Regions from separate parts of the Gossypium hirsutum genome. Here regions 2 and 3 are each linked to region 1. A link is a contact called in public Hi-C data. All regions are on one chromosome and are shown on one strand. The core of a region is the stretch at or near the end of the contact, and the rest is flanking DNA. Distances in the headings are between cores, read along the strand shown. Region 1 holds the start of LOC107926180 (cytochrome b5 domain-containing protein RLF). Region 2 holds the start of LOC107934801. Region 3 has its middle 58 kb from the start of LOC107924044.

The links. Hi-C and Micro-C count contacts between places; a contact is called where the count stands out from the background.
Region 2: a contact with region 1 is called in a Hi-C map of leaf, with 2.6 times the contacts expected there. The contact joins the promoter of LOC107934801 here to the promoter of LOC107926180 in region 1. A contact is called at or near these places in 11 of 34 Hi-C or Micro-C datasets (anther, callus, hypocotyl and 2 more).
Region 3: a contact with region 1 is called in a Hi-C map of leaf, with 2.0 times the contacts expected there. The contact joins the enhancer-like site here to the promoter of LOC107926180 in region 1. A contact is called at or near these places in 4 of 34 Hi-C or Micro-C datasets (hypocotyl, leaf and seedling).

The regions. Positions count from the first base shown.
Region 1 is chrA12:76,303,573-76,308,365 of Gossypium_hirsutum_v2.1, forward strand. It overlaps LOC107926180 (cytochrome b5 domain-containing protein RLF), which reads right to left and starts at 2,912. Exons shown (of 7, transcript XM_041082725.1): 1 at 2,727-2,912; 2 at 2,489-2,612; 3 at 2,213-2,315; 4 at 1,761-1,931; 5 at 1,521-1,655. The coding sequence starts at 2,527.
Region 2 is chrA12:75,845,146-75,849,938 of Gossypium_hirsutum_v2.1, forward strand. It overlaps LOC107934801, which reads right to left and starts at 2,078. Exons shown (of 2, transcript XM_041082720.1): 1 at 1,599-2,078; 2 at 887-1,258. The coding sequence starts at 1,821. The coding sequence ends at 1,008. It overlaps LOC107934796 (ATP synthase subunit O, mitochondrial), which reads left to right and starts at 3,127. Exons shown (of 6, transcript XM_016867306.2): 1 at 3,127-3,359; 2 at 3,722-3,769; 3 at 4,044-4,287. The coding sequence starts at 3,240.
Region 3 is chrA12:76,613,543-76,618,335 of Gossypium_hirsutum_v2.1, forward strand. It overlaps the pseudogene LOC121211400. Among protein-coding and RNA genes, the nearest start is that of LOC107924044, 58 kb to the left of the region's middle. Within about 2 kb of position 2,174, at least 7 of the 9 cell types and tissues checked have an H3K27ac peak or open chromatin away from gene starts, as enhancers often do. A contact at or near this core is called in leaf, where this site is marked.

The DNA.
Region 1 (4,793 bases), core at 1,662-4,161:
TCAAATAAAATTTTTAACCCTCATCTATAATCTAATGTATCTTATGTAATAGTTATATTGGTATACAATTATTTTCCTATTAAAATCTATTTCAAATACATAACATTATATATCTGAATTTGTAATAATCATTTTTTAATATTTAAAATATAGTTTATATATTCACATTAAATTTTACAAACAATTCATATTAATTGCTTAAAAAAACATGTAAAATTTATATTTCATATATCAAAATATTAATAATATCATTTTCTTATATTTCTAAAGAAATATCATAATATTAATGAAATTTAACATCATTTAAATGCATATTTCTTATTTTGCAACATTACGTCTAAAATGGACTTTTTATTTCTTAAAAGCACTTTTTGATAACAATACAAAACATTTGAACCTTAAACCAAACTTTTCAAGAACACTTCTCAAAAGCAATGAAGAACTAGCCCTTACTAAAGTTGGATCATGTTCCACCCCCCACTCTTCCTTATATTGCCTTTGTTGGTTTCTATTGCAATCCTCCATAGACCTTGCTTGAAGAAGCAGTTTCCTTACCAGTAACTGCCTTTGGAAACACCATCGACCCTACTAGATAAAGGTCTCCTTGCACCGTAGAGTAAAACTCTTTTCTCAGCTTGTAAGTCACAACGTCGAGCATCTTCCAAATTATAGACACAAACCAACCCCAGTTCATCTCCAATACTTAAATCCAAACTCACAAGATAACGAGCTCTTAGCCGATCAATAGTTTCATTCAAACCAACTCTAATGAACAGATTACTAAATTCAGTAGCGTAGTGATCAACAGACTTATCAAACTCTCTGAGCAAGTAAAATTTTCCATAAAGTTCAATAGCATAAGCTGCTGGTGGAAAATGTATCTGCATCTTCCCTTTCATGTGAACCCAACAACTGATTTTTTGCTGTCCTTGACATGATCATACTCTCTTCCACCATTGCAGTGCAACGCCATTTAATTTCAGGTTCACAAATAGAAGCTTTCTAGGTTCAGCCATGGGTTTCCACTCAAAATAATGTTCTACTATGGCTTCCCAATCCACATATTCTTCAACATGTAACGTCCCATGGAAATCATCCGGTAGAGTATTTATTCTAGAACTCTTACTACTAAGAGTCTTATACTGATAAAATACCACACTCAAATAAAATAACAGAAAAACAAACTTTAAATAATTAAACTAATATGGCACTCCTGCATCAGATGTGTTCATTGAAAACCAAATCCAGAAAACTAAAAATAAGAAGGAATATTCTTTTCAAATTATAGAGTTCATAGGAAGATAAACCTTCAGATAAATGCCACATATCCCTATACTGCAAAAACTAGAAGCTGACTAAAATAGAAGATAGACTTCCAACAAATAATAAATATGACTGCCTTAGAGAAAACTGCAGATTATCTACTTGGGCCAGATAAATCTAACTCAGATTTATCAAAGAATAGAGTGTTCATTCTGTCAAAGGTTAAAACTTCCACAATTGAAAAGCCACATACGTACCTCCAGGGTGAAACTTCATGTATGGAGATATATTGTAGACACGTCCTTTCAGAACAGTCCACATGGAACCTTCTTTTTGATTTTGCTTAACTTCACTCATTGAAACAAGCCTCCTATTTGACTGCCCTTTCAATCCTAAAACACAATTTTTGGTGAAATATAGAAGAAACATGCAGTTGGCATTACATTTTGAAGAGTTAAATGAGAGGGGAACGTCTTAGGAACTGTTTCGCATCATACCTGCAAGGTCAGGATGAGTTTGACTAAGCTTAAGCCAGTCCATTTGACTATATCCCTTCTCAAAAGGAACCTTGGTCCGAGGTGCAGACTTTCTGGTAGAACTTCTTGGTTTTTCTGACTTCACTGCTGAAGCACCCGCATCTACATATGCTACTTGTCTTGATGATTCACCTGATGATTTCAAACATGAAGCATTAATAACATTGAAAGTCAAAGAACCAACGGTAGCCTGATCTACAAAGGTAACATTATTTGTATGTTTATCTTTCCAGGGAAAATCACCATTCTTACTACTATCGCTGCAGTTTGAGGATTGTCTTTAATGGCAATACCTGATGATTTCAAACATGAAGCATCAATAACATTGAAAGTCAAAGAACCAACAGTAGCCTGATCTACAAATGTGGAATTATTTGGATGTTTATCTTTCCAGGGAAAACCACCATTCTTGCTACTATCGCTGCAGTTTGAGGTTTCGTCTTTAATGGCAATACCACCAATATCAGCTGCAAGATTCTTTTCCTCCAAACCATTTTGATCAGTCGGTAACCCAACCTAAACCAGAAACCATGTATTTAACTATTCTTACAATAAAATGAAAATATCCGGCACTCAAGTTTATATCGGGAGTAAAAAAGAATAACACATCTTATTCTTGATACATTACGTCAATACACCAAATGAAAAGGTGTACTTTAAGGTCATGAAAATTATAGAATTTAACTTGCCTTACAAAAGGTGAAATCATCATTGCTGGTGTTGTCCATGCTACGAGGGGAGACTAAGATTTACAAAATCAAGTCAGGCAACAGTTCCTCTCAAGTGATACAATTACAACAGCTCTTAAACCATCTGAAATTTCAAAATCAGAAAGATTTTCAGAAAACGATGATATAAAATGCCATTAATCAAGGAAATAAGGGCAAATTACAAACTATAATATTAGAATCTGTTGCTCGGACTCGCCTGAACGAAGGCCACACCCTTGTCGACGCCGGTAAGGACACAGGATATGTGGCCGATCCGAAGAAAAGCACTGGAAAAGAAGAAAACGTTCGAGAGGGTGGAAAAAGAGGGAAATAAAAACCCGCCGCTGGAAAGAAAAGAAACTAGGGCACAGCTGCATGCATGGGCTAAGGGTTTATGGGCTTTAGTCTGGGTTTTTTTAAATTTGATTAAAGTTTTATTTAGATCTTAGTTGAATAATAAGACATTATTTCAAAATAAATGTAAATTAATCAATATGTTTAATAAATTTCTATTTATAATGTGAAATTAACCAACTATTCTTATTTTTATTTATGGATCATAATACTATGTTAAATTTGAATTTAATATTCTAAAATCTAAAAAGAAATAAAAGAATGTTATAAAATAAAATGATAAAGAATAAAAAAAAAGAAATGTGTATTTAGTCACCAATAGGAATATTTATAATACTTCTCTAAAGTTTATATTTATAAATATAAGAAGTAAATGAAATCAAATTCTGCTCCTAATGGATATTAAAGTCCTAAGTACATCAAGCTTCTTATCCTAAAAGACATACACTTTATAATAATAAAATATTTATAACACTCCCCATTAAATGTTCATTTATAGATAACATGCCTCATTACAATTTTATTAAGATAAAAATCATGTTGGAAAAAATTCTTAATAAAGGAAAAAGAATACACATATTTATAATATGGATAACTTGCTACCTCATTAAAAGTCTTACCAAGAAAACTGACAAAACCTCAATTAAATGAAAGACAGTACAGCATATATTTACCTCTCTCATGACAACATCATATAATATCTCATATTCTACATCTTTCAATATTGAATATATTAACTTTGCAAACGATCATTTGAAGAGATTTAATAAATGTTTATATTATCATTCTTCTAAAAGTCATGACTGAGAAATAATCATAGCAAACTTTCATTATGATCCTTCTATAAAACACATAGGTTTAAATCATTTTAAACCATATAAATATTTACACAAACATATTAAATAATTTTCCAAAAAATTATATATATTTATAGTATTCTAAATCTTTTAAGAATTTTAATATAAACTTTACTATATAGTGATTCATCTAAAATTTATAACAACAATCATAAGTCGCATATCAAATCTTTCATTAACCACCATACTAATAAGATATTTAAAGGTTATTGCATTCAACACAAAAGAAAATATTTTCATAATCAATACCAAGACTGAACAAAAAACTTATTTTTTTTTATTTCATTTTCACAAAACTTACTCATTTATATCCCATTAGTTTTATAGTTTAGATGTATGGACTGCTGGTCCAAAAACTTCCTCAATTTAATTTTACTTCAATTGTGTATTTCTATTTTAGTCAATCTATTCCATGTCTATATTTCTCGACAAATTTATTCAAGATCCACATTTCCTTTCATTCTTTCAACATTGCAAAACTATTGTCAGCAACTATTCATTTCAGTTCCAAATTTTTTATTGACATAACTTACTAAGATCTCTTCATTTTCATTATTTTTATCTCCAAGTGTCACACTTGGGAACGTTAAATGGTAAGTACAATAGTAATTCTGGGTATCTAATTATAAAACTTTCTATTTAAGAGGACCTTAGTGTAATTATGTGAATATTGTTAACTGAATTGGAAATTGCTTAGACTTCAACTATTAGTCTCGTTACATTAGAATTGGTAATTTTTTAGTTGGAAACATTATGACGAGGAACATTAATTTTGATGCTAACGAATTGGTTTTGGTGAATGAGTGTAGGAAGGTTATATAAGAGATGAATGTCATTATCCTTAAAGCACTCTCATTTTTGTATTCATTATCTTTCTTTTATCTTCTTCTCTAGTTATTTGGTAAGAGAGACAAGTTAATGAGCAATCTCCATGGGGGAGAAATTAACGTATTAGCTTATGAAATTGAGAATTTAGTAAACTAGTAATCTTTTTAACTTTTCTATATCCTTTGATTGAGGAAAAGGTGGAGAAAATTAAGGGTTTCAATTAATTCATTAAATTTGTACTATGA
Region 2 (4,793 bases), core at 828-3,327, 460 kb before region 1:
AATTTTGGCGGAACTTCTTCTATCCCTAAAAAATTTTCTTTTGAAGATGATTAATGATGTTTTTATTACTATGTCTATTTAGAGACACATTTTGTAAGTATTTACTAACATTAATAAATTTGCATTTTTGCAATGATGTTTTTATTACTATGTCTATTTAGAGACACATTTTGTAAGTATTTACTAACATTAATAAATTTGCATTTTTGCTTTTATTATCACCGAGATTGATTCAAGGCTTCGTCGTCACTATTCATTTTGCTTTCATTTGCAATAAAATTAGTTTGGAATGTTTTTTGTGTAATAGCTTTTGTGTATGCACGTTTGTGCTTTAACATTTGTTGAATGGTCGTATTGCATTATTTCGAAAAAAACATGCATGCTTGTGATTGGGTAGGCAATTTTAGCCTAAATAGGTTGTAAGGTTTGTTCATACAATTCGCCTAGGTCTACAAAGACAGTTTTATCATGGAAAAGTTGATATTGTCATCAAGGAGGGATGAAACCTTTTGCCTTGTCTTAGGTTGATTCTACCAAGCGAGATGATGCCTCTCGCCCTGGCTTTCGATAGTTCTACCAAGAGAGATGAGACCTCTCACCTTAGCTTTCCTGGTGTAAGGGGGGAAAAACCTTTGACTTCACACCTTGATCTTTAGTTGATTCTATCAAGGGGGACAATACTACTCACCTTGACCTCCATGGGCATAAAGGGGACGAGACATTGCACATTAACCAATTCTTCAAAAGGGACGAGACCTTACACCTTAGCTTTCGATTGATTGTACCAAAGGGGACAGGACCTCACGCCTTGGTTTTTTTCTTTTCACATGCTAGATTGGGTCTTCATCACTCTTATCATTTATGCAAGATGAGCAAACGTTGACAGTGAAAGGAATTAACTATGAGATTGAGATGCATACGTCGTATATACAATGGAAGCATTTCTCAAGTTGAACCTAGATTAATGTCAATATGGTATTATACTAAACAAAAAATATAAATGGCATCTAATATAAAGTGAAGCCGTCATCGTATGAGACATGCCATCCACGAATACAAGGTGGTGCATTTTCATCATATTCTTGGCAGCAACTCCATCTTTTTTTCCAATTGGCGCGTCCAGTATTTGGTCTATTATTTTCGTTATTCCATTTGTAGACGATGACTCCAGAGCCATCCGTCCAGTCTCCATCAATCCCCTGGTGTGGAGGTGCCAATGCAAATAATCCTTTCTCTCCTGCAAATTTTTGCAATGACTCTAAGCTTTAATTAGTCAAGGAATGTAACGGAATGGGACTGACTCTCTGCTTAAGAAATTAACTGATTCATATACATACACAACCAGATCAATTAGCAAGTGGAAAACATATACATGTAGCCAGGAAACACCATCGTTGATTTTAATTCTGTGATCTGATGGACTTTAACTGGGATTTAAGATATTTATAGCAAATCTTTCTATTGGATTTCAAGGATAAACGCTTTGTTATTCCTTCCTTTTTATCATAAAATTAAGAAAGAATATGAATATGATGATAGAAAGAGAATAACTTGTCTGTGAGTTGTGACGTATACAGTTGATAAGATGAATAATATACCAGTCGCATGGCCGTGGAAGGAGCATGAAGTAGGGGAATTATCTGCATCAGAGTAGAGGGTTTTGCACCTTAAGCATCGCTTTTTTGCTTGGAATCCAGATACTCCGTTCGGTTTTGCTTGATCTGAATCCGAAGATAACTTTATTTTAACAAAGTCGAGAGCCTTGAACTGATAGTTGCAGTTGTAGATGAGGGTTTGAGAGATGCTGTATGCCAAAACCATAACTTTCACCTTTTGCCCTCCCTGTTTGTTTCCGTTTAGTATGGGTTCTCAATTATGCGGTGGCTTAAGACTTACTGAGATTCCACATCTACTGGCCAAGAAAGCAGAGATATAATATTTATCCATTTCCATATAGCCACGCAGCCCATCCCATGAGATTATAAGGTAGAAGGCCTGTCTGTCTAAGACTAACTAGATCGAACTTCAGTTGGAGGATGGAGAGTCCAAAAGACCAAGACATAGCCCATCTTACACTAGGTTCGCTTGCTTCTTCTTCTTTTTTTTTTCCTTTTTTTATGTTACAGTATTGTTATATTTTTTAATTTAATTGTTATCATTATTTTTATATTAATAAATATTAATAATAAGTAAATGCACCGTTCATCGTATGATTTTGGCAACGAAAAAGGTATGAAAAAGTCATACTTTGCATAACCATCGTAGTAAATAGTAATGGTCTTTAGTATAAGTAGGCGATATATTAGACAATTTAGGTTTTTCTTTTGAAAGTGATACTTTAGATAGTATAGATGTTGACTTCAGGGATATTAGGTGAAAATTAAGAAAAGAAAACATATTATAAAAAAATAGATAAAAATAAAGAAAGTTTTTGCTAAATGATGAAATTAAGGTTTTGAATATTATAGTGTTTGTGGATTCAAGTTGCATGACATATAGATTTTTTTTAGATTTATTCAAGATTTAAATTGATTTTTATAGATTTATATAAAAATATAAAAGAAACAAAGACACCATTATAAATTATATTTGTTAATTTTTAAAAAATATTTTTAGTTATCTTAATTGATTTATGATACTAACTCAATCAATAATTTAAATGTATTATAGAGATATAAAAATAATTTTATACAATGCATTCGGTCATGAAATAAATATACAAGAATTTGATATGCTAAACACTAAATATCATTCTAATTAGGAGTCATCACTAATCATTTTAAATTTGGTGCGATTACTTAATTATTAAATCTATTTAAACTAAATTTTGCGACACTCATATTTTATAAAATAAATATATATAATAAATAAAGTTAACACCAATATCTGAAAAATATATAAATATTTACCATTTATCTATTTTGTAATTTAATTATTAAATTATTGAAATATATAATTATCTTTACAATAGAATTAATTATTTTAAATAAATTAAATTTAATATTTTTCTCAGCTGATTGATTCCGTTTAACTCGCAATGTCGAGGAGATAATAGTTTACCACGGAACTGTTGAGCCTTTTCGTTCGGCCGTCAAGTTAAGATGACACAAGTACTGAAGCCCAGCCCAATTCCAAGTCCAGTACATCTCACCCTCAGGCTCAAATGCACTTTCCCTCACTTCCCACGCCAAAGAAAGCGATCTCCAGAATCAACGTAAGAATTAGGGTTGTGTTTAGAAATGGCGGTGGCAGCGCGCTTCAGATCCACTCTCCCTATCTTTCACAGGCTTTTGAGATCCGATTCCCTGCCTTCTCACACTCCCAGAGCTACTCTTCACCGAACTCTACTTTGCCCCGAGGTAATTGTCATCTCTCATCGATTCCATTCTCTATTTTCTATTATATATTTTATCCTAGTTCAGTCGCACCTTCTTTTTTCCTATGTGAGGTGATCCGAATCTGATTTAGGTTATATTTTCGTTTCTGTATATTTATTTTCTTTGCCTTTGCTATTCTGCTACTATTATGATTTCGTTGTGAGAGAAGAAGAGGATAGCCAGATTGAATGCTTAGGCGGAATGGCTCATATTTTTATAATCTTATCATCTGTTCCTTTTTCCATGCATTTCACGGCAGTGTAATTGTCGAGCTGAATTTTAAATTGAGCTGAATTTTAAATTGTTTACTCTCTGGTTGATTTCTCCCATTGTGTTTCTTACAGCTGTCGAGGAAATATTCTACTTCTCTGAAGAAGGACGAGAATGTTAAGGTGCCTTGGTAGTTTCTTTTTTTTTTCTACGAATTCATGATAGTTTTGTTATACATATTTTGGCTAGTCGAGGCGCATGCTTTTGAACAAGTTCATTGCCCCATTTACCTTTCCTTGGCTTCTAAAATGGATTCTGATAATTAGAGACCTTTTTGTGAGAAAAAGGTCGGTTGCTGATCTTTAGGTCTTTCCTTGGGTTGTAAAAAGGCTCAAGGTGCAAAAGTTAAATTTAAATGGGTTCTAACTCTTCTTTTGGTTCTTATTGGCATTTTAGGTGCCTTTGGCTTTGTTTGGTGGATCTGGAAACTATGCATCTGCACTGTACCTTGCAGCCGTAAAAGGAAATGCTCTGGACAAGGTTGAGTCTGAACTTCTTGACCTTGTTCAGGCATCAAAAAACAGTCAATTGTTTTCTCAATTCACTAAGGACTTGTCAGTACCTGCAGAGACACGGGTCAAAGCCATTAATGAGATATGTGGGCAAGCTAAATTTTCAGATCTTACAAAGAACTTTTTAGGTATGGAAACTGGAAAATAGATTGACAAAATTTTAGGGTTGTGAAACTGAGACTGTGAAATTGAGACTGTGTAAGACTACCTTGTTTATTCTTGATGAACATAAGTGTCTGATGGTCCAGTGAAATGCGAAACATAAGGTGGTCAGAATGCTTGATAGTTTCACTTACGAATGGGCCACAAGTAGCTACTCCTATTTCTGCAACTGATGCTGGAAATCTAGATTTTTATTATTGGCATGTAAAAGCATAGGATGATTGAGGCATAGTGTAGAAGAGTTGTCAAAGTGTATGATAGCAATCCATATTGTGCAATGAAATAGCGTGGGATATTGTGGATTACGTTTTTCGGGTGCTTTAGTTGTTTTATGTTTTCTTTCTGTTTGTGTTTAACCAAATCATGTCTTAAATATTGTGCTCTAATTACTTTTGACCTATGAGCCATCTGGTCTTCTTGTCATTATAGACAAATATGGAACACCTTCCACTGATGGTTGTATTTTTATTAT
Region 3 (4,793 bases), core at 924-3,423, 310 kb after region 1:
CTATCCTTGTTGACAGCGTTCATATTTTTATGCTCCTAGATAGTCCTAAGAACCGGTCTAAACACACGTCTCAAGAAAATGGAATGAGAAAAGGTCTGGGTAATATCACTATCTAAGTGATATTCATGTTCATCCTTGCTATAGGGAAGCTAATACGTGAAGATAATTCACTTGTTAATACGGAACCACCCACTACATATAAGTTTATAACAACGACGAAAGTGTCATTATGGATTAACAGGGTATGTTAAAATTGCTCTCTTTAAACCACTATGTAAGGTCAGCAAACACAAGCCCAATACGAAGTAATTTTCATTAGAAGCGACTAAACAACACCTAATCTATCTCCAAAGAAGATATGGCCAACCGAATAGACTACAACTTACAACTGCCACTCGAAATCAGTAAGCTTAAAACATGATTCGATGTCAGACATAGAGACAAGGAATACTCACAGATGCCAAATCTGCACTGTTGTAGCTACCATTGTCTGAAACGGAAGCCCAAGGTGAAGAGCCTTCTTTGGATCCTTCTTTAACAGGTGAAGGAGGTCGAGGAGGTGCTATGTAAGCAACCCTCAATTTACATTCCTCAACATGATGTCCGGATTCCTTATTAAACTAGACCGAAAAGCAAACAGTTAGAAAAAAAAAAAACCCAAACTTAAAATCAAATCTGGTAGAGTATGATAAAATACCATCTCTGGTGTTATATCCTTTGTTGTAGCTCCGGGACTAGTGACCACACGTTGAAGTAAAAACTTATAGTGACCACACTTTGAAGTAAAAACTTATCTTTGCATTGCATATCAAGAGGTGCTTCTTTTTGAGCTTGCATCGCAACTGGTTCCATAAATTAACCAATTAAACTATGATTTCAAGATTTGAAGATGATACATGATTAACAACAAGTAATTATAGATACGTTCAAGTTTTGTGAGAGGGAGACCTGTAACGTTGCATGTAGACCAAGGCAGACCAACTCCATTGTTAGGCTTTACACAGTACTTCCTTGGGTTTTTCGTTTTGACCTGGAAAACAACATACATGAAAAAGCTTTGTTACCATAAATCGCTAGCTCCATAGAGATTTTCGGTAAAAGATTCATGGAGACCCTTGTACTTGGAGTCAGATTACATTTTGCTCCCTTCACTCAAAAAATGAGCAAATTAGTCATTGTAGGTTAGATGAAAGAGTAAATTATTCCTATTAAAAGTTTCATCCATTTCTACTATTAAAAACCAGTCCGTGTACATAACCATGTGGTAGATGTGGCATGGTTATTCCCTCAATCATGTTAGTGTTTTTAACAATAGAAATGGATAAAATTTTGAATAGAAAGACCAGTTTACTCTTTATATAATGTAAAAGAACTAATTTGCCCATTTTCCAAGTAAAGAAAGTAAAATTCAATATGACTCATAGTACAAGATACTCTATAATACATTTACTAGCAATTTTCGAATTGGTACGCATGTTTCAAAACAATTAACACTACCAATCCTACTTTATTATAAAATTATTGAGTAAAACAAATAATTCACAAACTTCAGAATATATAGAATTATGTATTTACATAAACACAAAAACAATACATATTTGATAAAAAATTAAGTCTAATAAATCGATTATACAAACCAGATAATCTTATATTACAGCAAAATCCCATATTAATTTACTCACATGAGATTTAAGAAATAGCTTAATTTTACCTTAAAAGCCACATAATTGTTGGTCTTGTTGGACAGATTTAAAGAACATGAAATCTGCTTTCTCAATTCAACCAAATTCAAGACAAAAAAATTTGTTAAAATTTTCGAAAAAAAGAAGTGGAAACGATGAAGATATGGATCTGTAAAGCAACAAAAAAAAAGTTAAATTTTTTTTAAAAAAAGTTTATTTTTTAAAGCTTGGAAAGATGCTTACAGGGAAATTGAAGCTCTTGAGGATCGATGCTAAGAAGTTCGCCGGTGGTCATCTTAGTGAGAGGGTCGCCGGAGATATGAACTATTGGTGGCGGATTCCGGCGGAGAGGCGGTGGAGGGTTTGGGTCTCCGGCGTGAGAGGAAATAAAAGAAAAAAAATTATTAGAGGTGGAGATTAAGACAACGGTGAGCGGTCTTCGAGAGAGAGCTGAAAAGAAAGAACCGTGGGACAGTGACGTTTGTCTTGTTTGGGGGTTGACTGTGGTTGTGTCCGGTTTTATTTATTACAGTTCCATGCGGTTCCATTTAGGGTTATAATTGTCTTTCTGTCTAAGTACTATTTAAGAATATTTCAAATAGGGTTATGTAATTATTGGACATTTAACTTCTCAACCATGTTGATTTTGGTGATCGTAACTTTGGATAATCTCCGAGGTCAGTAAATTATTACTACATTTATGTTTTGGTCATTCATTTTTAAAAAATTATAAAATTGTCAATAAATTATTTGAAAATTTTTATTTAAGTAAATGAGTTATTAAAATTATTGTTCTATTTCTTTCTTTATTTGCATTGTTTGCATGAATCGAAAACTCTTATTTCCCTTCTCTTTTACCATTCATTTTTTTGGCATAATTACAAAAAAAAGCCCTCAACCTTTGGGGGCTTTTGGATATATGCCCCTAACCATTTTTTTTATTTCGGCCCTCAACGTAACAGAGTTTTTAGACATCAACCCTATTGAAACGGTAATCATCAGTTGATTGTTAGTCAACAATCGGTCAAAAGAATTAGTCTATGTGGCGTTCCAGTTGACTGATGATGTGGCAAACATTTAAATAATAATGCTGACGTGACAAAAAAATTAAACAAATTTAATAAACATAAAACAAAAAAATCCTAAATCCTTCAAATCATCTCAAACCCCCAAATTCAAAACTTTTTTCTCAAATTCTAAAATCCTTAACTCGTCAAATTCCCCAAATCGTGAAATCCCCAAATCCATAACATTCGAAATCTTCATTGAATTCCTAAAATCTTGAAATCCCTAAATATTAAAATCTTCAAATTTTGAAATCCCTAAATCATTAGTATTCCAAAATATTCTTAAAATCCATAAAACTTTTACAAACCAAATCATTGAATCCCTAAAACTTTTAGGAACAAAAAAGCTTCAACAATCATGAGCAGTTTCCGTAACCCAAAATCGAAATGTAGATGCTTTCTTATTTGGTTTGTTGGGAAAATAAATTCCATTTTTGGTTTGGTTTGTTGGTTATTTGTGATTTATTATTGCAATTTCAGTGCCACAATATAGGGCTTGTTTTGTCGATTTGTGATGCGACAATGGTCCCGATGTTATTGATAAAGCTGTTATTAAAATTGTTTATGGTTATTTGTGATTTATTATTGCAATTTCAGTGCCACAATGTAGGGTTTGTTTTATCAATTTGTGATGCGACAGTGGTCTCGATGTTGTTGATTTCTGTTACCGAAGCAAAAATATGTTAAATTTGTAAACATGTGTTACTGTTTTGTATTGTATTCAAAGAAATGGTCCCAATGTAGATAGTGAATTTCGCTTTTTTTTAATGTTTTTTACTTAGAAAATTATTTGTTTATATTTTGCAGATGTCATCAGATGAGGAATATTATATTATTTTGCACGTGGGTGGGTACTTTGTAAATGACCCATATGTTAGACATGTAGGTGGGGAAGTGATTAGGCTTAAAGAGGATCCAGACACAATATCTTATTTTGAATTATGTAAAATAGTAAAAATTGGGTTAGGGTATAACACTGTCATGTTAATATATTTTCATGAGCTTGGTACATATATTTTCATGAGCTTGGTACAGTAGGGTTACAAAATAATCTAAGGGTGATTTATGATGACACTTCCACCATAGCTATGTTAGACTTTTAGGTCAAGTTTAAGGAGATTAACCTATATGTTGAACACGAGGTTGATAACCCTATAATTGCAGGCAAAATTTTTCTGTTGACTACTGGGAAGGGTGATGTTGAAGGGCTAGAAGTTAATGGGAAGGGTGATGATGAAGGGTTAGAATCTGATGATGAAGGTGATCTGGAAAGGGTAGAATTTGTGGGGGAGGGTGATGTAGGAGGGGTACAAGTTGATGGGAAGGGTGTGTCTGTTACTGGTATTGAGGTAGATGAGTATGGTGGTGTGGAAAGTGGTGGACAGATTAGTTTAGGGTCTATTGTTGGAGAGGATAATGATAGTGAAGTTGCTACTGATGAATATGCTGGTGATTTTGTAAACATCAGATGGAGTGGATAATGTTGTTGCTGAAAGTAATGGAGAAGAGGAAGATGGGAATGAGACTGAGGTATGTGACTCAGATGAACATGGAAGCTTGATTGGGTCTGATGAAGATGAAGAACATGAAGATGGTGAGAGAAGGAGGAGCAAGTTTCCCTTATACAATGATAAGTTAAAATTTAGTTTGGGAATGTTGTTTAAGGATGACAAACGATTTAAGAGTGCAATTCGAAAGTACTTTAAAGAATGTAGAAGACAATTGAAGTTTATTAAGAATGAACCGAAAAGGGTTGTTGTGAGGTGCATTACTTCCCCTAACAGTCAATAGAGAATTAAGGCTAGCTACAGTCTTTTTGTGAAATGCTTGCAAATAAAGAAGTTTCAGGATGAGCACCATTGTTCAGTTAGTTTTAAGAACAAAATGGTGCCTGTCGCTATGATTGCCCAACATTTTGAAGTAACTATCAAGGATCACCCTAAGAAGAAGCTGAATGAAATTCAAAGAAGATTTACTTCTGAGATGCATGTAAACGTGACCATTGACTGTTGTTATATAGTGAAGAAAATAGTGAAGAAAAAAT